Regions from separate parts of the Mus musculus genome. Here regions 1, 3, 4, 5, 6 and 7 are each linked to region 2. Evidence: chromatin contacts called from public HiChIP or PLAC-seq and promoter capture Hi-C data. All regions are on one chromosome and are shown on one strand. Each heading gives the region's core, a stretch centred on a gene start, on an enhancer-like site or on the middle of the called end of the contact. The rest is flanking DNA. Distances are from core to core; before and after follow the strand shown. Region 1 overlaps Rai14 (retinoic acid induced 14). Region 2 holds the start of Tars (threonyl-tRNA synthetase). Region 3 overlaps Gm34759 (a long non-coding RNA gene). Region 4 has its middle 41 kb from the start of Sub1. Region 5 overlaps Rai14 (retinoic acid induced 14). Region 6 overlaps Rai14 (retinoic acid induced 14). Region 7 overlaps Zfr (zinc finger RNA binding protein).

The links. Promoter capture Hi-C pulls out the DNA fragments that hold promoters and counts their contacts. HiChIP or PLAC-seq counts read pairs in DNA pulled down with a chosen protein or histone mark.
Region 1: a contact with region 2 is called in a promoter capture Hi-C map of liver, with 3 times the contacts expected there. The contact joins the enhancer-like site here to the promoter of Tars in region 2. A contact is called at or near these places in 2 of 39 promoter capture datasets (embryonic stem cells and liver) and 1 of 115 datasets of contacts at active chromatin or transcription factors (astrocytes).
Region 3: a contact with region 2 is called in an H3K4me3 HiChIP or PLAC-seq map of stem cell-derived neural progenitor cells, with 5 times the contacts expected there. The contact joins the enhancer-like site here to the promoter of Tars in region 2. A contact is called at or near these places in 2 of 39 promoter capture datasets (the 3T3-L1 cell line and pre-B cells), 2 of 484 Hi-C or Micro-C datasets (CD4 T cells and embryonic stem cells), 6 of 115 datasets of contacts at active chromatin or transcription factors (the 230-238 cell line, double positive thymocytes, embryonic stem cells and 3 more) and 2 of 9 other capture datasets (adipose tissue and liver).
Region 4: an H3K27ac HiChIP or PLAC-seq map of embryonic stem cells shows a contact between it and region 2, with 6 times the contacts expected there. The contact joins the enhancer-like site here to the promoter of Tars in region 2. A contact is called at or near these places in 6 of 39 promoter capture datasets (the 3T3-L1 cell line, 3T3-L1-derived adipocytes, the C10 cell line and 3 more), 1 of 15 datasets of contacts at CTCF or cohesin (large pre-B cells), 3 of 484 Hi-C or Micro-C datasets (the Ba/F3 cell line and embryonic stem cells), 11 of 115 datasets of contacts at active chromatin or transcription factors (the 230-238 cell line, bone marrow-derived macrophages, embryonic stem cells and 4 more) and 1 of 9 other capture datasets (embryonic stem cells).
Region 5: a contact with region 2 is called in a promoter capture Hi-C map of cranial neural crest, with 2.8 times the contacts expected there. The contact joins the enhancer-like site here to the promoter of Tars in region 2. A contact is called at or near these places in 6 of 39 promoter capture datasets (the 3T3-L1 cell line, cranial neural crest, hippocampal neurons and 2 more), 1 of 115 datasets of contacts at active chromatin or transcription factors (embryonic stem cells) and 1 of 9 other capture datasets (adipose tissue).
Region 6: a promoter capture Hi-C map of hippocampal neurons shows a contact between it and region 2, with 2.7 times the contacts expected there. The contact joins the enhancer-like site here to the promoter of Tars in region 2. A contact is called at or near these places in 2 of 39 promoter capture datasets (embryonic stem cells and hippocampal neurons), 3 of 484 Hi-C or Micro-C datasets (all in embryonic stem cells), 6 of 115 datasets of contacts at active chromatin or transcription factors (acute myeloid leukemia, astrocytes, embryonic stem cells and 1 more) and 2 of 9 other capture datasets (embryonic stem cells and macrophages).
Region 7: a promoter capture Hi-C map of embryonic stem cells shows a contact between it and region 2, with 3 times the contacts expected there. The contact joins the enhancer-like site here to the promoter of Tars in region 2. A contact is called at or near these places in 8 of 39 promoter capture datasets (3T3-L1-derived adipocytes, the C10 cell line, cranial neural crest and 4 more), 1 of 15 datasets of contacts at CTCF or cohesin (large pre-B cells), 3 of 484 Hi-C or Micro-C datasets (adipose-derived mesenchymal stem cells, nephron progenitors and neural progenitor cells), 6 of 115 datasets of contacts at active chromatin or transcription factors (the 230-238 cell line, astrocytes, embryonic stem cells and 2 more) and 3 of 9 other capture datasets (adipose tissue, liver and macrophages).

Annotation. Positions count from the first base shown.
Region 1 is chr15:10,688,591-10,692,507 of GRCm38.p6, forward strand. It overlaps Rai14 (retinoic acid induced 14), which reads right to left. Exons shown (of 18, transcript NM_001166408.1): 2 at 1,781-1,862. The coding sequence starts at 1,816. Among named protein-coding and RNA genes, the nearest start is that of Gm52214, 19 kb to the right of the region's middle. Within about 2 kb of position 1,806, at least 82 of the 459 cell types and tissues checked have an H3K27ac peak or open chromatin away from gene starts, as enhancers often do. A contact at or near this core is called in liver, where this site is marked.
Region 2 is chr15:11,397,576-11,401,149 of GRCm38.p6, forward strand. It overlaps Tars (threonyl-tRNA synthetase), which reads right to left and starts at 2,083. Exons shown (of 19, transcript NM_033074.3): 1 at 1,911-2,083. The coding sequence starts at 1,964.
Region 3 is chr15:12,064,029-12,068,208 of GRCm38.p6, forward strand. It overlaps Gm34759 (a long non-coding RNA gene), which reads right to left. Exons shown (of 5, transcript XR_875043.2): 5 at 4,121-4,180. Among named protein-coding and RNA genes, the nearest start is that of Gm34759, 14 kb to the right of the region's middle. Within about 2 kb of position 2,728, at least 84 of the 459 cell types and tissues checked have an H3K27ac peak or open chromatin away from gene starts, as enhancers often do. A contact at or near this core is called in adipose tissue, double positive thymocytes and stem cell-derived neural progenitor cells, where this site is marked.
Region 4 is chr15:12,035,053-12,038,727 of GRCm38.p6, forward strand. No RefSeq gene overlaps it. Among named protein-coding and RNA genes, the nearest start is that of Sub1, 41 kb to the left of the region's middle. Within about 2 kb of position 2,404, at least 67 of the 459 cell types and tissues checked have an H3K27ac peak or open chromatin away from gene starts, as enhancers often do. A contact at or near this core is called in the Ba/F3 cell line, embryonic stem cells, epiblast stem cells and 1 more, where this site is marked.
Region 5 is chr15:10,646,176-10,650,101 of GRCm38.p6, forward strand. The region is part of intron 2 of Rai14 (retinoic acid induced 14); the gene reads right to left. Among named protein-coding and RNA genes, the nearest start is that of Gm10389, 48 kb to the left of the region's middle. Within about 2 kb of position 2,361, at least 109 of the 459 cell types and tissues checked have an H3K27ac peak or open chromatin away from gene starts, as enhancers often do.
Region 6 is chr15:10,583,300-10,587,129 of GRCm38.p6, forward strand. Rai14 (retinoic acid induced 14) reads right to left here. Exons shown (of 18, transcript NM_001166408.1): 13 at 483-537. Among named protein-coding and RNA genes, the nearest start is that of Gm10389, 15 kb to the right of the region's middle. Within about 2 kb of position 1,427, at least 110 of the 459 cell types and tissues checked have an H3K27ac peak or open chromatin away from gene starts, as enhancers often do. A contact at or near this core is called in hippocampal neurons, where this site is marked.
Region 7 is chr15:12,145,686-12,149,557 of GRCm38.p6, forward strand. Zfr (zinc finger RNA binding protein) reads left to right here. Exons shown (of 20, transcript NM_011767.2): 6 at 464-711; 7 at 3,843-3,872. Among named protein-coding and RNA genes, the nearest start is that of Mir1898, 24 kb to the right of the region's middle. Within about 2 kb of position 1,961, at least 4 of the 459 cell types and tissues checked have an H3K27ac peak or open chromatin away from gene starts, as enhancers often do. A contact at or near this core is called in embryonic stem cells, where this site is marked.

The DNA.
Region 1 (3,917 bases), core at 556-3,055, 710 kb before region 2:
ATTGTGGTTTTATTTTTTTAATTCACGGAAATGTTTCAATTTTCATTTAAAACAGATTCCAGCAGTACCCTCTGTATAATCCCCATTTTAAATTTTCACATCCAGCGTTATATGTGCGCCTCTCCCTCTCCCTCTCCCTCTCCCTCTCCCTCTCCCTCTCTCTCTCTCTCTCTCTCTCTCTCTCTCACACACACACACACACACACACACACATACACACCCTGCCCTGGTTATAGATCACAACTCCCAGAGGATGAGAGCCTGCTCCAATAATCTCAACGTACACAGTTGGAAGCAGCCCAAAGTCTCTTGGATCAATTTCCCCCCTTTGGCAGTCAAGGAAATTGAACACAGGGCCTCACGAATGCTAAGCAAATGCTCTACCATTGAGCTATCGTTCCACCCCAAATTCCCTTATTTGGTAATTTATAGACTGGTACCTCTGGAACTGGGCAAGGCAGTGTATTACTAGCCTTTCCTCTTTAATTGAAGCCAAAGGTGACACATAGGCTTAGTACCATCGGCCAGCCGGGGAGCATAGTAAAGTGTGCTTGGGGGAGGGGCGTCTGAGGAAGTGACAGAAGGGTTTAACTATCTGACCTTGCTCAAGTCACTTCACATTCTCTGAGTTGCAGTTAATTTGCCTTAAGAGTGAAATGAATTTTTCTCTAAGATTTCTTGTTACTTTTTTTTTTTTTTCAAGAGCTGATACTTTGGAGTCACTCTCGAAGCATCGAGTCTGGCCTCTTATCAAAGTAGTAAGTACACAGCTACTCATCACAGCGCAGTCTGAGAGATAAGTAGGTGCACGCAGAGTGCACTAGCCATGAAGATGCAGCCTCCTTTACTGCAAACTCGAAACCGTGCCAACCTGCTGAAATAAATTCATGGCAGAGCACAAAACTCCAGGCTTGCCTTTAATTACGCAATCTTAGGCAGTAACAGAGCAAGCCTATTTTGAAGGTTGACTTGCCTGGGCTTCTATCTAATGCTCTTCCATGAATTTCTCTCTCGTGCAACTGTTTCGCTTGAAGCTTTTGGAATGTAGCTTGTTACAAGACTCGGATCCCAGCACAGCTTAAGAGGTAAGACTCTTTGAGAGTATCGCTATTCGAGTCCTTGTCACCTTCTCTGATGGGAGACCTTCATGTTTCAGACCTTATATCCAGTCCGCCAATCTAAAGTTGTTTATGATGGACTTTGTGAGAAAAAAAAAAAATTCAGGAATGTAGGGGGAGTAAAAAGACTAGTGAACTACAAACACTGAGTTCAAGGTTCTTAAAGACCAAGGGAACAATGTTAATAATGTAAGTCCTTTATCACCCCTATTCTGGCCAACTATGATGAGTAAGCACTTAGAAGGCTGAAGCAGGAGGATTGCCATCAGTTCAAGGCCGGACACTGTACAAAGTAAGATTCTCTCAGGGGTGGGGGTCGGGCAAAAAACTAGAGTGGATTAATAATAAATATAAAATTAATAAAATGACATTCTAAATCAGGATTGGAAACACTGGCTTTTCCTGCTCCTTCCACTTGACTGCTCCTGTCTCTCCATGACAGGAAGAGTTTCTTTTGGCCTTTACAGGCGTTTCGGAAAGCTGGACACACAAACAGCACACTAAACCCCGCTCATTCGCAGACACCACGTTGTGCTGGCGGGCCCGTGCTTCGGAATCTGTAGTTGATTAACCCAGAGCCTTATCAGGGCTGGAGCATGGCTGTTTCCATAGGCCCAAGGAGCACGGTGGGGCAGCCAGACTGTGAGTCACTGCGTACTTACATCGCTCTTCCGAAACTTTGCTTTCAGGCTCTTCATGTTTAGTCCATTCAGCCTTCCAAAGTCCTGGGAGATTTGTCAATACCTAAGCAGAGAGGGAGAGAAAAAAATGAATGAATGTAGCTTGCCAAGTAAACACTACAGATTTTCTCCCCTGATTGGATTACGACACTGGGCTATGAGGAGGCGGAGGAGATAGGGTTGGACTGAGCTGGCTGTCAGTGAGCAGCGGGGTGGCAGCGAAGAACATAAAGCTCTCCCACTCACGATACACACCCGCAGACCCCCTGACACGTACAAATTAGAAGAAAAACAGAAAACAAAAAAACGAGAACTGTTTTATCCTCTTCGTATATTTTAGCTGACATAGAAAACCTGCACATACCTCCCACCTCAACTGTGATATTTAGAAATACATATACATTGCAGAACAGCCAATGGGCCAATTAACCCACCCGTTACTTCACACGCTTCTCACTGTACTACGATGAGAACCTTTAAGCCCTGGTAATGTCAAGTACACAGACTGCCATTTACAGGAGTCACCAGGCCACACAACAGAGCTCTGGAGTCCATTCCTCTTGTCAAGCAGAAACATATCTTTCGATTGGCATTTACTCAGTCCATCTCCTCACTTCCAGTCCCTTGGCAATAAACACTCTACTCTGCTTCAGGGTCTTAGACTTAAATTACCAAGCATATAAGATTGGGGCGTCTGTGAGTCTCGCCCGACTCTCTTCTCTGCTGTGGTTGGGGTGTGGCTTGCTGGGGAATTCCAGTATTGGAAGCTTGGTGATATGGGAGGTGATGGGATCACTAAGAGGCGAGGTCTGCAGGGAGGTCTTTGTCATTGGGAGAGTGATCTCTGAAGGGCTCCCTGGTCTCTTGGGATGAGAGCAAAGTGACCCTTAAAGCTCCGCCCTTCCAGCAAGTGGAGCTTTCCCTTTTACAGGGTCTCCCAACACTGTCATTTGCTCCAAGGTCTTCTAAAGAAACATGCCTTTGAACCTGCGCAATCACCAACTAATAATCCTTCCTTGATAGTGTTATCCAGACATGGGTATTTCATTACAGTAATAAAAACCAAAGCAGCACATGCCTACTGAAGTAATCAATGTATCCTTCATTTTGCAGTCGTACAACTGACCTCCTTTTAAGGGTTAAATAGGAGATGAGAGAAAAGCGTTCCTCTTCCACGTGCTGTTTATCCCTTGCTTATTTTTCCAGTGCTTGCCTCCCTCCCCTGCTCCTCTTAAATGCACAGTGCAGTTGGTAGAAAATGCCAAGAACAACATAATCTCCCTAATAAATACCTCATTCCTCAGGGGGCCTACTCTAAGCTATGTAAGACTCTCCGGGTCCTTTTGAGACTCAGCAATTCCGAGTTGGTACTGGAAGTCTTCAGCAGTTACCACACTTAGGAGAAGTCTTTAGTCTCCTGGAAACTGTATGTAAGTTTTTCAAAATATGTATATTTACGTATATGCACACATACACACATACATGTACACATACACATAAACATATACAAATACACATACATATACACACATACATATACACACATATACATACACATACACACATACATATGCATACAAACACACACACATATATATACATATATGTATATATACCTACACATACAATACACACATATACACACATGCACACATATATACACATATGGAGAAGCTTCCTAGTCTTCACTGGATTCTGCAAGGTACCTGCCATTCTTCCAAAGACAACTACAAAAGTTCAAGCCTCTGAGAGCGACTAAGACACTTGTCGGCCATGCCAAAGCATGCTTTCCCCACAGTCCTATATGGTTCCACGGTCAAAACCAAAAGCCAGAAGCCTGTGTCAAAACGCAATGCAGAATTTATCATTTTCTAAGACTAAGAAGAAAGTCAAAGTGCACTTAGTCAGAAAGGTGAGATAATCCATGTGAAATTCCCCACTGCACTGAGTGCTCAGTAAAGGTCAGCTTTAAACAGTACTTGACAGAAGCCGTAATGTGAACTTCCAACTGGCAGTGCCATTACAGTGGGGAGCTATAGAATGGTGGGTAAATGCCTAACACTCCTAGACATTATTTTTTTTCCAAGCCTTGCAAGCCCACCTTGCCTTCCTCTACATT
Region 2 (3,574 bases), core at 833-3,332:
GAGTTATTTCGAGGAGGGACAGGGAGCACTATCTCCCTCCCTCCCTCCCTCCCTCCCCACCAGCTCTCTGCAGGGAGACTAAAGCACACATGTGGACTGAGTGATCACTTGTTTATCACTTCAGATCTCCTAGGCTGTTTTCCCTCTTCACACTGAATGTAATTATGTTCTTCACAACAATGCTGTGAAGATTATGTGTGAAAGGAAAAAGGCCTTGCAGCCTGTGGGGCTGAGGACGGCTCTCGATGACAAGCGAAGTCTGGGGTCAGATCTGTACCTCGCCCAGGAAGCTGCCAGAAGTTTAAGGTACCTGATTATTACAGAGGAAATGACATCACACTTCACATTTCAAGTAATTTTACTCACAAAGTCCCACTCTGAAGTGTTACATGCCCACTCAGGGGATGATTATCTTAAGAAGCTTCCAGCCTCAGACGAATCTCAAGAACCCAGTCGGCCTCAGAAGTAACAGGGTGGGTTTAGCAGGATTAAAAGACAGCAGGAGGGGCTGGAGAGATGGCTCAGCAGGTAAGAGCACTGACTGCTCTTCCAAAGGTCCTGAGTTCAAATCCCAGCAACCACATGGTGGCTCACAACCATACGTAATGAGATCTGACTCCCTCTTCTGGAGTGTCTGAAGACAGCTACAGTGCACTTACATATGATAAATAAATAAATCTAAATAAAAAAAATATTTAAAAAAAGACAGCAGGGAAGGAGGCAAAGGGGTAACCAAGTTATAAAACCATAAAACACCTTAAAAACATAAGGAAATAGGAACAAAATCTATCCATGTATACCTGTCATTCATCGCCTTAAATCTGTAGCTTAAAGCGCATACACAAGCATTTTAGTGATTTGCCCTATCAGGATGGAAACTCCTCTTGATGAAGACCCTAGCAACCGTCAGCAATGGTTACCTAGACAATCTGTCATATGGCCTCACCCCTTTCCAATGTTCCTTAAACCCCCATGCCATGTCACTTTTTGACAATACAATACATACATAGCACCTCCCTACAAAACTCCTGCACGTAGAGAATACTGATAGCCTCAATCGCTGCACTTCCCTCCCGTCTCTCCCTGTACAGCCGGGGCACAATTCATCCCCTGAACCTGGACAGCCCTGCCCTGCCTGATTTACCTGACCTCATTTTTCCAAACCCAATAAAACAGTCTGACTGTGCTTCTCTATAACTCAACCAAGCTAATCAGAGAAGTACGATTTTCCAGTCCTGCACATTTGGGGAGCCCCCAAAGTCAGGAATCGATCTTAACTTGTGTAGCCACCTGGACTGCCTGACTAAGTGCCAGGGCAAATAAATACACAGGGGACACAGGCACAGTTGGCTGTAAAAGAGGGGTGGGGCAGAAAACACGCCAGTGTACAAATGCTGTTCCTAACCAGTGGGTGACAGCCCAAAGCAAAGTTTAAAGGGGATGTGTGTGAAGTTATTTAGGTCGCTTCCAGCACCTGGCAGACAGAGGCTTTAATTTCAAAACAGTCTGTCAATGGGGGCATCCAGCCTTATTTAGCACCCAATCTTGGGCAAACTGGATCTGATCGCGGGGACTGGCTTTTCCTTCCTAACTAGAGCTTTTTGCTCCACGCAGTTTAGGATTTTAAAAAGTTCTTCAAATGTTCTTCCCGCTTATTTTAGTGAAAAAATACAAGCGCGGGAGTCTAAGCCCCAAATGCTTACTATCTGAGCAAACCACTCAGTCTCAATTCACAGATCTCTAGGATGAAGATGCCCCCCCACCCCCCAGACCCTGCCAGCAAGAGTTCCTAACTTATTACCCAGGGCCCCCAATACCGACTGCTCCCTGCTACTTTCCACTCCTGCCCCGCCGGGCAGTGCCGGCTCCCAGAACACATCCGCTCTCTGCACCCCACGGCGCCTGCTCACCGGCTTCTCGCCGTCCATCTTCCCCGAAGGGCTGCTAGCCTTCTCCTGCGACATGGAAGGACCACAGAGAGACAAAACCCGTGAGCTGCACCGCAGAGAAGACCCCAAGCCGGCGGTGTAGACCTACAATTCCGCACTGCGCGTGCGCCACGTGGCCACAGGCGGAACCAGCTAACCAGCTGATGCAACGGGACTCCTGGCCCCGCCCTACCTGGACACGAGGCCAATGGGCTACGCGGAGAGGCGGGTCCTCCCTTTCCTTGGCCAATAGAATAGCCGAGAATGACGAACCCTTCAAGAAATCCCATTAGTTCCAGACTGTGTAGTGAGGCGCGCAAGCGCACTCTTCCCCTTCTGACTGTAGCTTGCATGGCCTTAGCGGCCACCGTAGTGAACTTGAGCTGCTTGGACTGAGTTTCCCGGAATTGCTGGATATGGTCTCTGGCGCTCTGGTTTATCTCAGATGCGCTCTACCTGGAACGTTGGCTGATAATCTGAAGCGATGACTCAGCCTTCCTCATGAGAATAGGACCGATTTGCTGTTTGAGGGACAAGCGCCATTGATCAAAGCTTTCTCAGTGTCTCACGGAGTTTTCCCATAGACGGCACAGAGATAAAATTAACTTTTTACTTGAAGGAATAAACTCCACACAAAAGTCATTGATATCACGGGAGCTCGAGATTAGATTTTTACTACTTAAGCAAAATGCTTAGCAGAAAGTTCTAGTTGGCCTGCTTATCCTAATAGCAGCTGCCAGTTTTTGGGTTGTTCTGTGTTTTTTCTTTGCTTCACTGTGCAGCCAGGGATAGCCTCGAACTTGCAATTTAGATCTGGCTAATCTGGGAGCCTTCTGCAATAGCCACCCAAATTAGAGGATTACAGGCGTTTGCAACCATGTCCACCCAATGTCCACACCACCACCAACCTACACACACACACACACACCAGCCGAGTAGAATTGAGACAGGGTCTCACTGTATGTATAGCCCGGCTGTCCTGGAACTCGCTGAGATCCACTTGAATGTGACAAATGCCTCCTGGGTGACTCTTCAAGGAGCAGGTTCCCATTTCCAAGGAACATATTGTCCAGGGAAACAATACATTTCACAACGGCCTCAAAAAACATGAACTATCTTGGAGTAACTCAAACAAGACAAGTGAAAGATTGTACAAGAAAAACTTTAAGACAATGAAGAAAGAAATTGAGAAAATTTCAGAAAACATAAAAATCCCCCCATGTTCATAGATAAATACAGTAAAAATGGCCATTCTACCATTCTACCACAGGCAATCTACAAAGTCAAAGCAATTGCCACCAAACTTCCAACACAATTCTTTACAGAACGTAGAATGTTAAGTTTTAGATACACACACACACACACACACACACACACACACCACAAAATCACGATGGCTAAAACAATCCTGAAAAAAAATGTTGAAGGTATCACTATCACCAACCTTGTTGTGGGTATAAGAGACTCCCAGGAATCAAAGGGAGGGACCTTAGATGAAATGCCCGACAGTAGGGAGAGGGAACTTATAGAGTCCACCTCCAGCAGGAAGACAAGTGAGGGATGGGGTTGCCATCCCATAGTCACATCTCTGACCCATAATTGTTCCTGTCTGAAAGAATAATAGGGATGGAAATGGACAGGAGCCT
Region 3 (4,180 bases), core at 1,478-3,977, 670 kb after region 2:
GTGGTTCTTAAGGAAATAATAATAACAATAAGGAAACCAGATCTGAATATGTTGAATACTGGTGCAAGTTTTATAAGCTAATAACTTTTTTTTTTTTTTTTTTTTTTTTTTTTTTGGTTTTTCGAAACAGGGTTTCTCTGTTTAGCCCTGGCTGTCCTGGAACTCACTCTGTAGACCAGGCTGGCCTCGAACTCAGAAATCCACCTGCTTCTACCTCCCGAGTGCTGGGATTAAAGGCATGCGCCACCAACGCCCAGCAGGCCAATACCTTTTAAGCCATGGTTGGTTAAATCCATGGTTGATGGTGATGAGGTCTAGCACAGGAGAAGCTTAGCAACCTAAGGCTCCACTTGGCTCGTAACATACCATTGTAACTAAAAGTGCTCCTAGCAACCTGTCGGCAACCAAACCTACACCTATATGTATGCTTTAAACAATAAAAGTAAATCACTCCTCTTAGCCACCTCGGCACAACATCCCATCCCAACATGGATATAGCAGGGGCTGGAAAACAGCGGGGCAATCCAACTAGCACTGGTTTGGGGTATACAAGCAGTTAAGGCAAATCATGTCCTTTGGATGAACTTTTAGGGAGACTTCCTTATTTACCAACTTATGCCGATACATCACCGGGCATACATATGATCAAAATCAGAGGTTTCAATACAGAGAAACCCTGTCTTGAAAAAACAAAAACAAAAACAAACAAACAAACAAACAAGATGTTTCATGGAAAAGGGCATTGCAAAAAGCAAAGGCTTACATAATGCAAGCCTGTCAAAGAACCACCACGGGTGTGTCCTTGGGTAACGAAACCCCACTTCCTCCTAGACTCTGGAAAGAAAGGTTCCCAAAGATAACCTGGGGCTCTTGTGTATTTTATCTACTTTTCTTTCTTTCCTTCTTTCTTTCTTTCTTTTTTTTGTTTTTGTTTTTGTTTGTTTTAGTTTTTGTTTTTTGAGACAGGGTTTCTCTGTATAGCTCTGCCTGCCTCTGCCTCCCAAGTGCTGGGATTAAAGGCGTGTGCCACCACGCCCGGCCATCTTTCTCTCTCTCTCTCTCTCTCTCTCTCTCTCTCTCCATCTATCTTATCTTATCTTTCTATCTATCCATCCATCACCTATATTTTTTTTTTTTGGTTTTTTCAAGACAGGGTTTCTCTGTATAGCTCTGGCTGTCCTGGAACTCACTCTAGACCAGGCTGGCCTTGAACTCAGAAATCCGCCTGCCTCTGCCTCCCGAGTGCTGGGATTAAAGGTGTGCACCACACTGCCCGGCCCATCCACCTATCTTATCTTATCTATCTATCCATCTATCTTCTATCTATCTATCTATCTATCTATCTATCCATCCATCCATCCATCCATCCATCCATCCATCTATCTATCTATCTATCTATCTATCCATCTATCCATCTATCTCAGGTGGGGCATCAGTTCTCTCCCTCTGCCATAGGTTCTGGGGATTCAGTCAGGTTGTCAGGTGTAATCACAAGTGCTTCACCTACTGAATCTGGGACATCTTCCTGCCACTATAATAATAAAAAGTGTGTGTGTGTGTGTGTGTGTGTGTGTGTGTGTGTGTGTGTGTGTCTGTGTCTGTGTGTGCTCGTGTGTGTGTGTGTGTGTGTGTGTGTGTCTGTGTGTGTGTCTGTGTCTGTGTGTGCTCGTGTGTGTGTGTGTGTGTGTCTGTGTGTCTGTGTGTCTGTGTGTCTGTGTGTGCATGTGCATGGCCAGTCTGTGCTCCCCCACCCCCAACCCTCTGAAACTGGGACCTACATTATGACAGTGGGTACGAGTCTGCACTTCCTGCCTTCAGAGACACATTACTTTTCTTCCTTGTTTTGGAAACTGATAGCCAGCTCTGCAGTATGTGGGTGTCTTTAATAAACAAAATGAAGTGTTACTCAGGGGTGCACAATGTGGCACACAGACTGAGGTATCTGGATGTTTCCTCCTAGGCAGCCATCTCCCCTGATAGCAACAGTATGGGGTGGTGGGTGGGCGGCTTGTTCTCTCTCTCTGATTCTGGTGAGAGGGGTTCGTTCCCACCGCGCAGGCTTAAGTACTCCTCCTCTTCCTTCGAGTTGGGTGCACTGCTAACTGAAGCAATTGCTTGCACTGGAAGGTCCCTGTGCCTCACATCAGATGGAGGGCTTTTCTCACACTGTGGTGAAAGAAAGGTTTCCTTTGCTGTTGTGGGTACCAGGCCTCCTGTGATGCTAGCAGCCATTGCCTCTGGCTTGTTCTGTGAAACCTTGCCTGAGATTCAGGCCAAAGAAGAGGCTCTGCTGAGTAAGGAAGAGAAGGATCCTAAGGACACTTGGTGGTCTGGATTCAGTACTACCCCATGCACGCCATCTTAGTCCTGACCCCCGTGCCTTTGCTTTTAACCACTCTGCAATTACACTTGCTGTCCCGAGTGCCCCACCTCATAAAGGCGACTTTAGAAAACCCAAGAGGTTTGTCCAAGTCTCTGGGCCAGACAGAACAAATAAGAACTGCTGCTAGCGGTATTCTCTGGCAGGCAGCCCGAGGGCTTATTTCCAGATCACGTTTGACTCTCCGTGTACAACTGCCTCTGAGAGAGAGGTCCAGCCAGAAGCTGGCATAGAGAACTCAGCTTAATAATCACCATGTTCGGTTTCTGGGCTATTGTATAGCTGTGTTCTCTGAGGACAGCCGGAACAAAACATGAATGCGCAAGAAGGTTCGACTGCATTCAAGAAGCCAGGGCCTCCACTTGTCCTGTATGCAAAAGCGATGATTGCTCTCAGACTCCCTGGGAGAGACAGCTCTTGGCTCCCGCACAGGAGCCACTGTGAAAATGTTCCCTGAATGGAAAGCAGCAGGAAGCAGCTGTTAAGGGAATGGACAATTAGAAAGGAGAGGCCACTTTAATATTTTATCCTCTGGCCAGCAAGGGCTGCTGGATTGCTTCTGTTGTGCTGGGGCTGGAAACTGGAATGAAAGGCAAAAATTCATGCCCTCGGAAAGCACGGTTCTGGGTTAGGAGTGGGCAAGAAAACCAAAGGGTAAATAGTGCAAGCAGTGTACACATACGGAGATACAGTAATAGAAGAATGTAGTCCACCAACAGCGTTTTCTCTTCCTTTGCTGGAATGCCGTTCATTCCAGGAGAACGGATGCCCAGGTAGGACCAGTACAAACTGTGATTTTTAAGCCAGTGATTCAAAATTCTGGGCTTGTTGAAACGCAGAATTCTGAACTCCATCCCGGAGGTTTTGGTTCAGTAACTCCAGGCAAGACCAATGAAGCCGCATTTCTAGTAAGTTCCAGAGTGATGCAGATGTTGCTGGCCTGAGGATACTCGATGAAGCATAATTATCCTACTGATTTGATCTGGACCATGTATTTACAGGTCTGTGACATCAAAATCAAAGACTTGAAGAATCAATCACATACAGATGGCAAAGTACACAGAGCAAACCCACTGTCAAAGAGAGCAGAGGACTCCTTGAGATGAATCCTCAAAGGATCTGGGGGCATGGCTAAGTAGGTACAACAACAACAACAACATACTTGCTGCCCAGGCCTAACAACATGAGTTTAAACCCTAGATCCCACCGTAGAAGAACCAACTCTTAAATAATATTCATGGACTTCTACATACATGCTGTAGCGTGTGTGTGTGTGTGTGTGTGTGTGTGTGTGTGTGTGTGTGTAATTAGGTTCTACCACCTTCTACCTCAACAGTCAGCTCCATAGCACTGCCTCCATCCTGTCGCCCCCAACACACTCCCTTCTCCCCATCTCAAACTCCCACCACTTCTTGGCCTGTTTTACTGTCTTTTGTAATCTTCACTTAGCAACTGTGGTATTTTATTTGAAGTAGGAAAGGTTTTCTTTTCTCTCTCTCTCTCTCCCTCCCTCCCTCCCTCCCTCCTTACCTCCTTCCCTCCCTCCCTCCCTCTGTCTCTGTCTCTATATCTCTGTCTCTCTCTCTCTCCCTTTCTCCCCCTCCCTCCCTCCCTTCTTCCTCCCAGGGTTAGAGTCGAAATGGATCCAAATAACACAATGAGGCAGACAAGCTTCTTAATAAAGTATCCTGATGACTTTTTAAGCTGGGATATGTCAGGGATTTGGATCCCTACCTCTGCCACTCCCCCAGGGCAATCCTGTTCTTTCCAGCACTTTCCTGGCTCAAAGCCCTGGGTCCA
Region 4 (3,675 bases), core at 1,154-3,653, 640 kb after region 2:
TTGTAAAGCATTATGCTTGGTATCTTATGTGGGAATATTCAAACAAGCAAATAATTAACATCCTCTTGGTCAGCCACAAGCTAATACTTAGAATACTTGTTTAAATCAACATGTTAGGACAAGGCACCAGAAAGAGCAGTATGTATACTTGGGTAACCTTTAAAACCACATACAATGTTGTGGCAAAGAAGTAAATAAAAGCTGTTTGGCTTTTTTTAAATTTTTTTACTTTGGTAAGCTAATATCCACATGCTAAAGACTAAAACCTCCCAGGCTCAACCTTATATGGCAAAAGGGACATTGCCGTGTGTGATTGAGTTAAGGATCTTGAGATGAGGAGCTTATTCTGAGCCATTTGTAAGATCTAAACTATAATCACAAGTGTCCTTCTGAGAAGGAGTCACATTTGACTTAGGAGATGATGGAAGCAAGAAGCCAGGATGGTTTGAGGAGGAGTCACAGACAAGGCAGTTGGATTCCAAAAGCTAACACAGCAAAGAGCTGTAAATCCCAGCCTTGCCAGCTGAGTCTACCCCAGGAGGTGTCAGAAATCAGAAGACAAGCTTGTATTATTTATTGTGGTGGTTTGAATGGGGATGTTTGAATGCTTGGTCCCCAGTTAGTGGAAGCGTTTGGGAAGGATTAGGGGGTGTGGCCTTGTTGGAAGAGGTGTTCTCACTGGGGTGAATGCCAGGCCCGGTCTCTCTCTCTCTCTCTCTCTCTCTCTCTCTCTCTCTCTCTCTCTCTCTCTCTCCCTCCCTCCCTCCCTCCCTCCCTCCCTCCCTCCCTCCCTCCCTCCCTCCCTCTGATGGAGAGAGCAGAGAACAACTCTAGGGAGTGACCATTTGATTGCTATCTTTACGGGATCCCTAATGGAAGTCTGGTCTTCAGGCCAGCAGAAGGTCCCTGTGCCAGACGTCTCACTAATTCTGAAAGTTTTTCTATGACTTTCTTGAGGAACTTGTGCTTACTCCTTGCCTTGAGTGCGCACTTCAGCTCTTCTCTTAGTAAACTCAACATTTCCCTTTACTTAATGACTCCCAGAACTTAGGGGGCAGAAGCGCTAGATTTCTGTGAGTTCTAAGGCCAGCCTGTTCTACAGAGTGAGTTCCAGAACAGCCGGGGCTACACAGAGAAACCCTGTCTCAAAAAAAAAAAAAACAAAAAAAACCAAAACCAAAACCAAAACCAAAACCAAAACCAAAACCAAAACCAAAAACCAAAAACCAAAAAACAAAACAAACAAACAACAAAAAACATCCTTCTTAGCTCTCTGTGGTAGTGCACAGCTTTAACCCTAGCACTCTGGAGGCAGAGACAAGCAGATCTCTGTGAGTTTTAGGACAGCCAGAGCTACACAGAGAAACCCTGTCTCAAACAAACAAACAAACAACCCCCCCCAAAAAAACAAAAAAACAGAAACAAAAAAAAATAAAATAAAACAGCTCCCTTCTTTACTTAGTAGCCACAAGTTTGCTTCATCCTGACTTGTAGCTTTGTTTCTGCTGCTGAGATTAAAATACCCTGACAAATTGAGACTGGGGGGGGGGGGGGCAAGTATGTTCTTTAGCTCACCGTTCAGGTCACAGCCCACCCTTACGGTGAAGACACCGCTGCAGGAGCTTGAGACAACTGGCTGGCCACATCTCAGGCAGGCAGGCAGAGAGAAACGAATGCACACATGTTCAGCTTCCTAGTGCTCAAGGAGATTTCTCTGCTCCTCCACAGTTCAGGGCCACCCCCACCCCCTCCACACCCACCACCTCTACTCCTCCACCCTCACCTAGGACATAGTGCTACTCACAATCCCCACAGACATGGCCACAGGCCAACTCAGTGTGGGCAGTGCCTTGCTGAGATGCCTTTACCAAATGATTATAGACTGTGGCAATTGGACAGTTAAAGCTAAGGATCTCACAGACTCAGTCGGGATTCTTTCCTGAAGCATAAGCCAAGATCCGATCCAGCAACGCCTGGGTGACAACAGTGAGCTCCGTCTCCCACTGCTACTTTGGGGTCTAATCTGGGACCCTCTGAAGCTTTGTTGACTGGTGCAATTGGCCTTCTGGATCCAACCAAGTAAGATAAAAGGACTAAGAAGCTCGGTGATGTTTTGAATCTTGTCCTCTCAGGTCAGCTAAAGCCCAGAGGACAACCAGCCTCTCTAGGATGGTGCTACAGCTCTCGTAAATTAAGGAAATCCGAGGAAAGGTACCCCAGTGGCTAGAGGCTGATGCAACACGGGACTGCACGACAGTAAGACACCATGTGACCACTCAAACTCAAACAGTGAAGACACAGGAGAGCTCCAAACCTGCTGGGACCAGCAAGGCTGTGACAGTGTTAACTGTCCTTTGTTTCACTATAAAGGCTTCCCTGCACCAGGAGTTGAGCAATATGCAAGCTTGTTCAGAAAACCTGGGGAGGTCGGTGCAGGAATGGAAGCAGAAGCCACGGAGGAACACTGCCCCCTGGCTTACTCGGGTAACTTGTTTAGCTTACTTTGTGATACAACCAAGAACCTCCAGTCCAGGTACAGTACCACTCCTGATGGGTTTCCTCCTCCCTCTCCCCCTTCAGGTAAGATCATTCAGGTTAGAGCATAGAGGAGGAGCGAACCCATTCTTGGAATTTTCCCCACTTTTTCCTACGTTAATTCACGAATGATCCTCCCCTCAGTTAAAATGAGTTCATAAAGTGGGCCGTCCGAGATCCAGCTCACTTCTTAAGAGCACATGCCTGCTTCTTGCATTTCATGTATGCTACCATTAATTGTCTTAATAAAATTCCACGTTTCTATTGGCTTAATCAGCTTCTTCTCCACTTAATACCGCCTGGCTTTTGGCAGGGAGGTAAGACAGCATCTGAGTCTGTAGCTCAGGCTAGCTTAAAACTCACTGTGTAGCCTAGGCTCACCCCAGACTTGTAGCTATCCTCCTGCCTCAGCTTCCCACATACTGGGACTTCAGATGTGAGCCATGATACCTGACAGTAGCCCAACTCTGCAACAGCAAAAATAGCTGGTAGAGCAGCTGTTCAGAAGCCAATGGTGTGGTTATCTGGGTTTGATTCTCTCTCTCTCTCTCTCTCTCTCTCTCTCTCTCTCTCTCTCTCTCTCTCTCTCTCTTTCTGTTGTTTTTGTTGTTTGTTTGTTTGTCGAGACAGGGTTTCTCTGTGTAGCCCTGACTGTCCTGAAACTCACTCTGTAGGCCAGGCTGGCCTCAAACTCGGAAATCCGCCTGCCTCTGCCACTCAAGCGCTAGGATTAAAGACATGTGCCACCAGCCTGCTTCTCAGGGAAGCTGGGAGTCTTTATGGCAAGGAGCCCAGTTAGAAATGTAAAGCAACAAAACAAGAGAGAGGTTGGGGGCGGAGCCAGCAGGGGCGGAGCCAGCAGGGGGCGGAGCCAGCAGGGTCAAAGCAAGAGGGAGAAGGGAAGCGGGAAAGAGGGGGGAGGGGCGGTTGGGCATGGTGGGACATGCTTGTAAATCCAGTGCTTAAAGGACTGAAGCAGGAGGATTCTGAGTTCAAGAACAGCCTGGGCTGTACAGTGAGACCCTGACTCCAAAATAAAAATAACAGCAAAAATAAATAAAACAGCAGGGGAGCGGATAGTGAGACAGCGAGTGTGCCTAGGACAGGGTGTATATATAATCATCAAAGTTAAAATCAGGG
Region 5 (3,926 bases), core at 1,111-3,610, 750 kb before region 2:
CTTTCAGACCACTCAAGGACAGGGATTCTTCACAATGTTCTTAACTTTATGACCCACTAGGACAAGAGACTGACTTTGTACTCTGTCCATTTTTAGTATTTTACACAAGGGCTAGGGATATACACCTTTTCCCTTGCGCAAACAGGTTAAGTAAAATGGTGCTAATGTTAGCTTGCTTTTAAAGACTCTTTAAAGGCTTTATCTCAAGCAATGTCTCCTGGCATTAGAGCTCTCCAGCCAGCCACTCTCTGCTAGGTGGCCCTCCTAGTTCGCTTTCTGTTGCTGTGTCAAACACCCTGACGAACAGCAACAGCTGGGAAGGAAGGGGCTTGCTTCAGCTTATAAGTTGTAGTCCATCATCAAGGGAAGTCAGGGCAGGAGCTCAGGGCAGGGACCAGGAGGCAGGGACTGAAACAGAGAGCACGAAGGAACAATGCTGCTTGCTCTCCACGGCTTAATTCCATCACTTTCATACACACCCCAGGTCCACCTGCTCAGGGGTGGCACCACCTGCAAGTGAGCTAGGCATTCCCACGTCAATCTGCAATGTTTGGGGTCTGGCGCGAGCTGGTAACAACCAGCCAGCAGAGTGGTGCTGAGTTTCCATGCTGCTGCTAAGCTTTCTTTATTCAGAGCAGCTCCTGCCACGAAGCTCTTCGTACCTGCACACCTGTGTCCTACAGTGCTCATAAGGACTTCAGCAATAACCAAAGCTCCTGGACCTGACCTTCCCGGCCTGCCTCTAAGCATTGCAGTTCACAAGCATAACCATTTCCCAATCCTTGGGATCACTGATAGCAGAGAACCTAAGCGCCTTCTCTTCTATTAAGTGTCCTGAGGCACTTTAAGCGCTTGAAATAAATCTTCTCATGACATCCCTAGGATGTCACCAATGCCAACACTGAGCACGAGACTACTGTGGGCTCACCTCCAAAAATGTCAAGACCACACCTATCTCCTCCAGAGGTGACTTGAAGGTAATTGTGTTAGTCAGCTCTCCATCATTTGGCAAAGATCATCTTAAAGCTGGAAAAATGTACCTTGACTCAGGGTTTTGGGTTTTGGCCCATGATTCCCTGGCTCTGTTGTTTCTAGAGAGTGGTGAGAGACGTATTAGCATGGAGAGAGAGTGGCCTCATCTTCCTCGTCTCATGGCTAGCCCCTGAACAAAATCTCCCCTTTCAGGGAAGTAACCTACTTCCTCCCACTGGCTCCTGCTTTCTAAACTTTCCGCCACCTTCAATACACTGCAAAACACGAATCCATCAGTGGGTTAATTCAGTCATGGGGTTACAGGTCTTGTGATGCAATCTCCTTCCCCAAGCCCTGAACCCCACTGCACTGGGGACCACATCTTCAATACAAGAGTCTTTTCCGAAGCTAAACTGCTGCAGTGGGAAGAGCCAGTCCTTGCCAGAAGCCGCCCCTGCCTTAACGAGTACTGGAAGGACAGGGCATGTTAGCAGTTCCCAGGAGGAAAAAGAGCTCATTCTGGGGACCCCAGCTTCTGAGCTCTTCGCCTCCAGCTAGAGGGGGCAATCCACGGAATCACACAGAGATCAGGGTGCCTGCAAGAAGGGAAGGCTAGTTAGTTATCTCTTTGATCAGCTGCCCATCTACAAAGGCTGTTCACTGGCCACTTCCCAGGCTATGTCTGAGGTCGACTGATAAGACCTAGAAAGAGATCCCCGTATGGAGATGGGATACTGGAGAAGCCACCAGTATACCCAGTTTGGAGTGACAAGGGTGAGCAGTGTTGGGTGGGATCAATCTGAACCATCAAGTAACCAGACCAGAGCCCATCTGCTGTCACCCTAACCAGGATGGCTGTTGGCCTCTATTATGTAGAATAGGGGTATTAGTAGAGACTTTACCTGGAGGGCAGAGCCCTGAGGAGCTAAGAGTAGCACACATTCTCAGAACTAGCATTTGGGCAGAGAAACAAGCAGTAAGAACCTGTACCTTGGAGGACCACATCTATACCTAACTAAGTAGTGCTGTTTGCAACGCCTACCATGCAACACACCCCCAAATTCCTTTCTACCTCAAGATTCCGGGGTGTGGGGGTGTCATTTCATCCCAAGCAGAACAGACAGAGAGCAAGGGCACAGCAGGTCTTCTTTCTGTTCAGGTTCTGATGCTGACTGAAGCCACACTGGAGAAAGGAGACTTAAGTGAGCTTAGAGAGGTCGGGATGGGTCTCTGAACCTTTTGAATGTGGACTGCTGTATAAGGCAAAGAAAAGGAGAGGCTGAGGACGTATGGATTCCCCTGAACGCATCTCCCCACGGGCTAGAGGGGACACAGGAAACCAGCTCCCTCTCAAACAGGGCACAGGTCCTAGCTGGGCTGCTCATTCATCAGCAGACTTTTGTTTTCCTTTGAGTGCCTGTGGGAGAACAGCCCAGCATAGCCAGGGCTCTGGGAAGCTAAATTCCAGGGGTGGGAGGGATTCTGCAGCTCTTCCTCCAGCATCCTGGCTCCTTCAGACTCCCCAGTCTTGTTCTGATAATTCCTCCTCTAATTTGTAAAAAGCATGGAAATGAAATATAGTAAAAACCACCTGGGTCGTTCTTTCATTCTTTTCTTCTTTCTCCTCTCTTCTCTCTCTCTCTCTCTCTCTTTCTCTCTCTCTCTCTTTTGCAACATACACTCCAGGCAATAAAATCAAGGCAAACAGCTTGTGTTTCAGAAACATAAGTGCCACATGGTGCTTCTAAACAACACTTCTAAACACAGAGACTAAACACAGCGATGATAAATACCCACGAACTCAGACCAAGTACTCAGAGCTAGGGCAAAGGGCTAAGAGAAGGTACCAGCCAGGAAGAGCTCCCCTTGTCAATAATATTTTCAAACAAAATGGGGGGAGGGTGGTAATATATTCATCATTACTTTAAAGTATCAGCATGCTAAGTCTTTTATAAAATTATTTGTAAAAACTAAAGCTTTCTTGTTTTGTTTTATATTTTTGAGACGGGCTCTCAGAGAGGCTTGCCTCAAACTTGCTATGGCTGAGAAGGGTCTTGAACTTCCAATGCTCTGACCTCTGCCTCCATAGTGCTGAGAAGATAGGCAGGGACAACTTAACAGACCAGAGAGCTGTAAAGGCACTCACTGCCCAGCCTGACAACCTAAGTTTGAATCCCAAGACTCACTCTGATCTACACGGGTGTGGCGTGGTACACTCACATACACACGACACATGGATATAAGTTTTTTTAAGTGGCATGAATATATGTTGTTTTGGGTTTTTTTTTTGGTAACATTTTTTTAATTAGGTATTTTCCTCATTTACATTTCCAATGCTATCCCAAAAGTCCCCCATAGCCACCCCCACAAGAATATAAGTTTTTTAAGATTCAGAAGAGCCTAACCTGGTAGATTTGCGATGGTCACCCAACAAAATCACAGTACTCTCATAAATGTACACTTTTACGTCCTAATCTGTTGTTTTCTGTCATCTGTATAGAGAGGTAACCTTCTCCAAGGCACTCGGCTGTGAGGTACAGCTTAGCACGGTGACACAGGAGACAGAGACAGAGCAAGAAGACAATAAGTACCTTCCTTGGCAGTAGGTATGGCCACTCATGAGGTCCAGCCACGCGAGCGGCTCCTGGAGGGCTGGCTGTCCTCAGCCTGATCCACTCCGGGGCTTGCTTTCTTTCCTAACTCATCTCCAGAGTGGAGTTCATTGCTAGGGCCTGTGACTATCTCTTTGTCCAGCCTCTGGGAGACTGAAAGCAGACAACAGGAAGATAGACTCCTTCCCCAGACTTCAGAGATGATGGCTGTGCAGTGGGGACCCCTTCCATAGCACAAGCCTCCTGCGTTGTGTCTGGCTTCACGAAGGTCAGGCCATTCTTCACTTTAATTAGTCCTCAACTGTCCCGGCTTATAATCAGTGTCAAGTTCACCCAGACGGC
Region 6 (3,830 bases), core at 177-2,676, 810 kb before region 2:
TTGACACACTAAATAACTAAGACTGAAAACAGGTCCAACAACTGCTGTGCATTTAGTGGGAGGTACAGTAACTGGTATCTGAACTTGTCTACAATCGTAAGGTGACAGGAAATTCTGAGTCCTCCGGGCACTGCTGCTACTCTGCCAACACTATTTACTGCCGCATTCTTAATTAGAGAAAATACTAATGGGAAGTGAGAACTGAAGATGGAATTTTTTTTTACACTCAAACTTAGTTCTTTAACATATAAACCCCTCCTAGTGGAGAAAGCACGCCTGTGCACTGCTGGCTTAGTTCTTTAACATATAAACCCCTCCTAGTGGAGAAAGCACGCCTGTGCGCTGCTGGCAGTCCTGGGACAGGCATGAGCTGGTTCTCATGACCTTACACAGAGGGCTTGACTGGACGCTGCTCTCCTTATGTAAACATGTAAGAAATTAAATGTGGTCAAAGGCAGGAAAGGCGATTTTCCTGTTCATACCTGCAGTACTGTCGCTCAGCCTGTCTTTGTTTTCTTGTATGGAGCTGATCTCAGCCTGTGTGTAGAAACACAAATGACAGTTAAGGAATTTTCCTGAATATCGTGCTCATTACACTTAAGTGTCACACTGACTACTCTCCTTGAGTCTGACCGCAGAAAGAAGGTCTCCTGGGAATCCACTAGTAAAATGATAGAAAATGTCACAACAGGAAAACAGGCAGTTAAAATATATGCAAATAAAAGAAAATACATGCAAGTAAGAGACAATTACTTATAAAAGTATAGTTTTGAAAATTTCAGAAATTGCAGAGGATATACTCTCAGAATATTTTTTTAGAAATTGTAGTTATATTTTAAATTATAGTTTATATAGCAGCCTTTTTTCTGGACTTTATCCTAAAACCTGAGATAGCAGAGTTTTGTTTTTTTTTTTTTTATAATATAGTTAAATAGAACTAGTATTTATGTGTGTCATGAATTGACTAATTAAGTATATTAAACATGATTTTTTTTACATCTATTACTTGTTAAATTTTCTGCTATTAATCCGTTTAAAGGACATAGTAATACGTAAGAGCTGTCTGGGAGGAAAACATTTTGTAAGGGAATAAAAATTTTCATGGTCTTGGACTGATGGTTAATGCCCTTAAGACTTTGTTTGTCCTTAAACTTTGTTAAATTACTGCAAGGTTCCTTGAACTCACTCAATACAACACCTTGCCAGAAATCCCTGTACTTCATCTAGGTGAGCTACAGTGTCAGGAACATACGGAGTTGGTCACTGGTAGCACAGTGGCTTATTTTTGACACTTGATAAAAGATGGCTGTCCCGCCCTTTTCTCTTCAGCTGTAAAAGATACGAACGGTGGCAAACTGCCTCAAATGACAGTTGACAATTTCATGAGATTATAGCAAATGATTATAGCACAGATAGCAGCACCATGGCAACCACAGATTTCCATCAGTCATCCCCAAGGTTTCCTTCTCACAGCCAATCCTTGCCTGCTCTGTCCCCAGGCGGCCAGGACTCCCCGATTTTCATTTTCTACAATGGACTGCCACACAGTAAGGGTATATGTGTAGCTGGTTTTTATTGTTATTATTGTTATTATTATTATTATTGACGGCTTTCTATGTCTGGTGCTGTTTATATGCCACACAGCTCATCCCTTCTGCACGTCATCATTGAGTGATACGCTTTCACACAGATATATCGTATTATCTGCATCCACTCAGTACTGATGGCAATTCAGCTTAGGCTACTGTGAATAAGACAGGGACATTTAAGTATCCAATTCTGTATGGACATTTTTTTTTCCTTTTGTTGGGAAAACACACAGGGCTGGATCATAGAGTAGGCACATGTTTAACTTGTAAAGGAATTGTGAAACATACAAAATAGCTAACATTTTACAATCCCACCTGGAGAAAACGACAGATGTACTTCGACTATATTGCATGCTCATCAACCTTTGGTCTCAGCCATTCTAAATTGGCACTTAAAGAAATCTTGCTTTGCTTTGTGTTGTTTAGGAGCCAGAGCCCACCTTACTGTTGAGAGTTACAATTCACGGTATTGCTGGCTGCAATGCATTGTGTCTCTCCAGCCACAATCTTACTAGATGACGTCAGAACGCTAATACAGGACCATGATTCCCTTGTGTTGCCTATATGAGTGTTCATCTCAAAAGTCTACTGATACGGCCTAAAGTAAAGGAAGTGGCAGTGTGCGGGAGTGGGCCTCAGAATTCACCTTTAATAAGTCCGAGTTGGAGGATGTAAATACACAACCAGCTACACAGGAGGGATTCGTTTAACAGTTAGAAATTTCCCCTGTCCAACTACAACATCCCAGGGATGCCTAGGTAAACAGTCATTATAACCGAGGTCCCCCCTCTTCTTTAAAATACTTTCTAAATACATACTTTACAGAATTGGTAGAATAAGGCCTAATGGACTTTCTAAAATAGATTAATACTGCTTTTATAGTCAGGAAAAGAATTTGTGCAGCCATGAGAAAAGCTTTGTTGTTGTTTTGGTTGGAAATGTCAACTCGGTTTGGTAAGATCAGTTCTAGGTGAGCTATTGTTGAGCTATGGAATGGTTTTTAATGACTGTGTTTTTAATTATGCATGTGAGGGAGACCAGCAGTGGGTGTCAGACCCTCTGGATGGAGTCAAAGGCAGCCGTGAGCTGTCTGCTGTGGGTGCCTGACTGGAACTGGGGTCTCATGCAAGAGCAACACACATTCTTGACACTGAGCCGTCTCTTTTCAGACCTTTTCCTTTCTGAAAAAAATACACCTCACACCTGGAAAACTTTAGATTTGTAAAGCAGTTATGAAACATTACCCTGTGTCTGCTAACATTAACGTCTGTGTTCATAATACATTTGCCAAAAATGGACACCTCAGCACAATGGATGATTGCTAACTAACTTACAACAGTGTGTGTCCAGATTACAGCACTCTCCCACTGGTAGCCTTTTTATATTCACACCAGGGGCACGGTCTGGGCTCTTCTACACATTAACACTGAGCCAAGTGCCTCACTTTACAAAGCTCAGGCTAGCCATGAACTTGCTATCTCCTGGGTTAGCACTGGACTTTTGATCTTTGTGCTTCCGCTTCCTTAGCTGGATATTTCCAGTGTGTGCACTACCACATCTGTCTCTATCCTAGTGTCCAATACAGGATACTGTATTTCATGTAGAGAATCCGTAAAAAAAAAAAAAAATACAGCTGCCATTTTATAAATAATCTATACTCCAGAATAAGGGAGATGAGTGTTACCAACCAGAAGTAGGTAAATTGTACCACCTTCAGTTTTTAAGAATTTTAATTTTGGCTGGACTAATGGTTCAGAGGTTAAGGGTAGTGGCTGCTCTACCAGAGGAACCTGGGTTCAATTCCTAGCACTCACATGCTGTTATCATAACTGACTATGTGACTCCAATCCCAGGGAATACAACGCCCTCTTCAGGCCTCAGAGGGAACTGCATGCACAAGAGAGCAAACTTATTATTAAAACACTCGATGTACTTAAAGTAAAAATTAAAATTTCTAAAATTAACAATACATTTTATTTATGAATTTTGCATATATTTATTGTGTACATAGTGATGTCTTGATTTATATGATGAAGAATGACTAAATTGTGAGAGTTAACATTGCTTCAAGTTTTTGTTTTGTTTTGTAGTTAAAATTGGGCTGGAGAGATGGCTCAGTGGTTAAGAATATTGACTGTTCTTCCAGAGGTCTTAAGTTCAATTCCCAGCACCCACATGGTGGCTCACAAACCATCTGTAATGGGATCCGATGTCCTCTTCTGGTGTGTGTGAAGACAGCTA
Region 7 (3,872 bases), core at 711-3,210, 750 kb after region 2:
TAAGCTTAACCTTTAGTGTCTGAGCCTTAACCTTTAACGTCTCCCCAGCCTAAATCTTACTTTATGAAGCGCTTCTGCATTTTTCATACTTTACGTTCTTCTTCAAAAGTCAGGGTTTTGTGAAATGTGCTCAGAGGGTCAATAGGTTCTGGAACCCACACAGTTGTCAAACACATTCCTTCGGTTGAGCAGTAAGCATCTTTTAAGTGAAGGGCAACATCTTATGCTTTTCTTATACATCTTTACAACACCTGACTGTCAAGTAAATATTTAAATGACTTGCTGTAGAAGGTTGGTAAGTCTGGGGGGAGGGAGAGATTTCATGAGATAAGATACATATATAATTGTAAATATGCACATGTAATCTACCTTTTGACATTTTTTGAATTTAAATTTATAATTGACATTTAACTTGTCCTTTTATAATCATATAACATAATCTTTGTTTCGTTTTATTTGTAAGGTACATCTTATTCAGGTTATGAAGCAGCCGTATATTCAGCTGCGTCTTCCTACTACCAACAGCAGCAGCAACAACAGAAGCAAGCAGCAGCAGCAGCTGCTGCTGCAGCAGCAACAGCTGCCTGGACAGGGACCACCTTTACTAAAAAAACACCATTCCAAAATAAACAACTGAAACCAAAACAGCCTCCCAAACCACCCCAGATTCATTATTGTGATGTTTGTAAGATCAGCTGTGCTGGACCACAGGTACTTATATTGTGTATTTACCATGAGTCTCCGTGGTTATTTTTCATAATTGAGTAGGGTTGATATTCTAACTCCTGTGCCTACAAAGCACATTCACATCTGTGTATTCTACACTCAGCAGCTCACCCATAAATCAAAAATGTGCATGTGGAAAACTACATTGGTGTGGAGTACCTACACTTTTTTTCCCTATTACTTTCTAAACTGAACAGTAAAACTGTTCAGTAAGATTTACAACAGGTATTACAAATAATCTATAGATTTTAATGTATGCAGGTGAAATAGATTATGTGCAATAATTTTGCTATTTTATTTAAAGAACTTGAGTGTGCTTGGATTTTGCAACAATTTCCTGCAGACACTGAGAGATGGCTGTATTTCACTAAACATTTCTTTGAAAGTCGTTTGTGTTGAAACACAAAAGCAATAATCAGGAAAACTGTAAAAGTGGCTATAAATGTTTGAAAAATAAGGAAATTGAGCCCTCCACCCATTCTAGGGTGCCTCCTTTGCTTTTTATATAAAACTTTAAAAGATTTTTAAAATTCCAATTATAAATTTTGATTGTATTTCTAATGAGTCTATTTTGTACATGTTTTATAGAATGTAACTTCTATAGCTCTCTCCACAAGGGGACTGGGAACATTGGAAATGAGAAAAGTTAAGAAAGATGACCTCCCGTGCTGGGGATACAAGGCAGTCAGTGAAGTGCTTGCCTCTGTTCTGAGCCGTAGACCCATCCCCACAACTACAGAATCAGACATGGTAGTTGCTGCACGCCTGTAATCCCAGTACTGAGAGGTAGAAACGTTTATTGTTGTCCTTGGCTATATAGTTAGTTTTAGGCCAGCTTTGGTGAGAGACCCTGTTTTCTTCTACTCACCTAAAAGAAGATCAACCTATGACAAATATGAGTCCTTTATTATTTTTTTCTTGTCATGGTTCTACCAGCTATACCTTAAAATGTTTGTTTTAAAGCATGGGTCTGTTAATGAATTCATCCCTTTCTAAACTCCACCTCTTTTGACTATTAAGAGAGCCCTGTTTTGTCAAGTATGGGGGCGTACACTTGTAATCCCAACAACTTGTACAGCAAAAGTAGGAAGATTTCACACGGTCAGCCTAGACTGCAAAACAAGAGCCTGTCTTAAAAAATGTTATGTAGGAATTTACATAAGAATTGGCTAGAGGGATGGCTCAGTGGTTAAGAGCACTTGATCTTATAGAAGCCTTGGGTTGGGTTTCCAGAGCTTTGTGCTAACTCACTTAACCACAGTTCCAGGGGTGTGGTGCCTCTTCCCTCTGAGGGTATCAGGCATGAATGCTTTTGATTTGTTTTCTGAAATTTTAGGGCTGGAGAGATGGCTCAGTGGTTAAAAGCACTGACTGTTCTTCTGATGGTCCTGAGTTCAAATCCCAGCAACCACATGGTGGCTCACAATCATCCATAATGAGATCTGACGCCCTCTTCTGATGCATCTGAAGACAGCTACAGTGTACTTAGATATAATAATAAATAAATCTTTCTTTAAAAAAAAATTTTAGCAGCTTGGCATATAAAAAGCATATTTGGGGAGAGTAGGTCAAATTTAACTCTTCACATATTTCTGTTTCCAGCTCTATTCTACCAGTATATCTCTCCACCCCCTTTTGAGACAGAAGACAGACAGACACAGGGTCTCACTATGTAGTGCTTGGCTCATCTTCCCTCTACAGCACCAACTCACTGTGTATGTAGACCAGGCTGGCCTCAAACTCACAGAGATCTGCCTGCCTCTCCTCCCAGGTGCTGGGATCAAAGGCGTGTGCCATTATGCTTGGCTTATATGTACTCTTTAATTTATCGGATTAATTTTGTTTTTAATACATAATCCTGCAATATTTTTTTTTGGTGTTTTCTGAATTATTGACACCTACTTAGTATTAAAATATATGTACTCGTATTCATTCTTAAGCAATCTGTTTAACTAGATTAAATATTAAAGTGCATTCAGATTTTCAAATTTAAATTTTATAAATATAACTTTTTATAAAGAACTACTATCATGCAGTAGTTTTGCAGATTAATTCTATAATCAGACTTGTGTAATGATTTTTTTAAGTTATTATTTTCTGTCCAGTGTTATACACAAGCAAAAAAAAAAAATAAAAGTTCTTAAAACTATGGGCAGTTTATCTTATATATAGTCTATTTATGAAAGTACTTTTGTAATTCAAAGCTATTGGGTTAAAAACAAAACAGCTCAGTAATGTTTTCCAAACAGACTTTCACAAGTTTGATCCCCAGAAGTCATGTGTAAAAGATGTCTCATGTTGCCTGAGCTTAGAATCCTAGTGTTCATTCAGAAAGCAGGGATAGTCAGATCCCAGGCACTCACTCCCTGGATGGTCTCAGGAAAACCTTGCCTACAGAAAGGCTGGGCTACCCTCTCAAACAGAAACATAGGTTGTGCTTGCTCTGTTTACTCTTCAGCACACACACACTCAAGCATGTGTACCCATACATAGAATATTGAAGAACATTGTTCTTAGAAGGTTAAAGATGTAGTCCCTGAATTCAGTCCTTGGTACCAAATAGCAAACTATTGTTAAATAACCTGCAGAGAATTACAGATCATCCATACAATCTCCCCTGTTCTTAAGTGCTTTGAAAATAGCAGATCTCATCCATGCTTTCCTCATTCTCTCCCCTTTTATTTTATTTAATTTATTTTGAGACAGTAAGTATACTATTACAAAGCCTGGGATAGCCTTGAACTCAATGATTCTCTTCCTCAGCCTACTGAGCACTTCTATTACAGGTCTGCACCACACACTTGTTGGATTATTTCTTTTGTTTTGGGCATCTGTTCGTTTGGTTTTGGTTTGTTTTTTTTTTTTTTTTTTTTTTTGTTTTTTTTTTTTTTTTTTTTTTTTTGAGACAGGGTCTCACCATGTAACTAGCTGGCCTGGAACTCACCATGTAGACCAGGCTGTTCTCAAACTCAATGCAGCTCAGTTCTGCCTCCTGAGTACTAAGATTAAAGGCATGTGCCAGTCAGCTTATGATCCCATTTTTAAATGAGTGTTAGAGGTCTGAAAATTGAATAGAATGTTATAGAAAGAAAATTTGTACTTTTTGTTCAAAACAGACTTATAAAGAGCACTTAGAAGGACAGAAA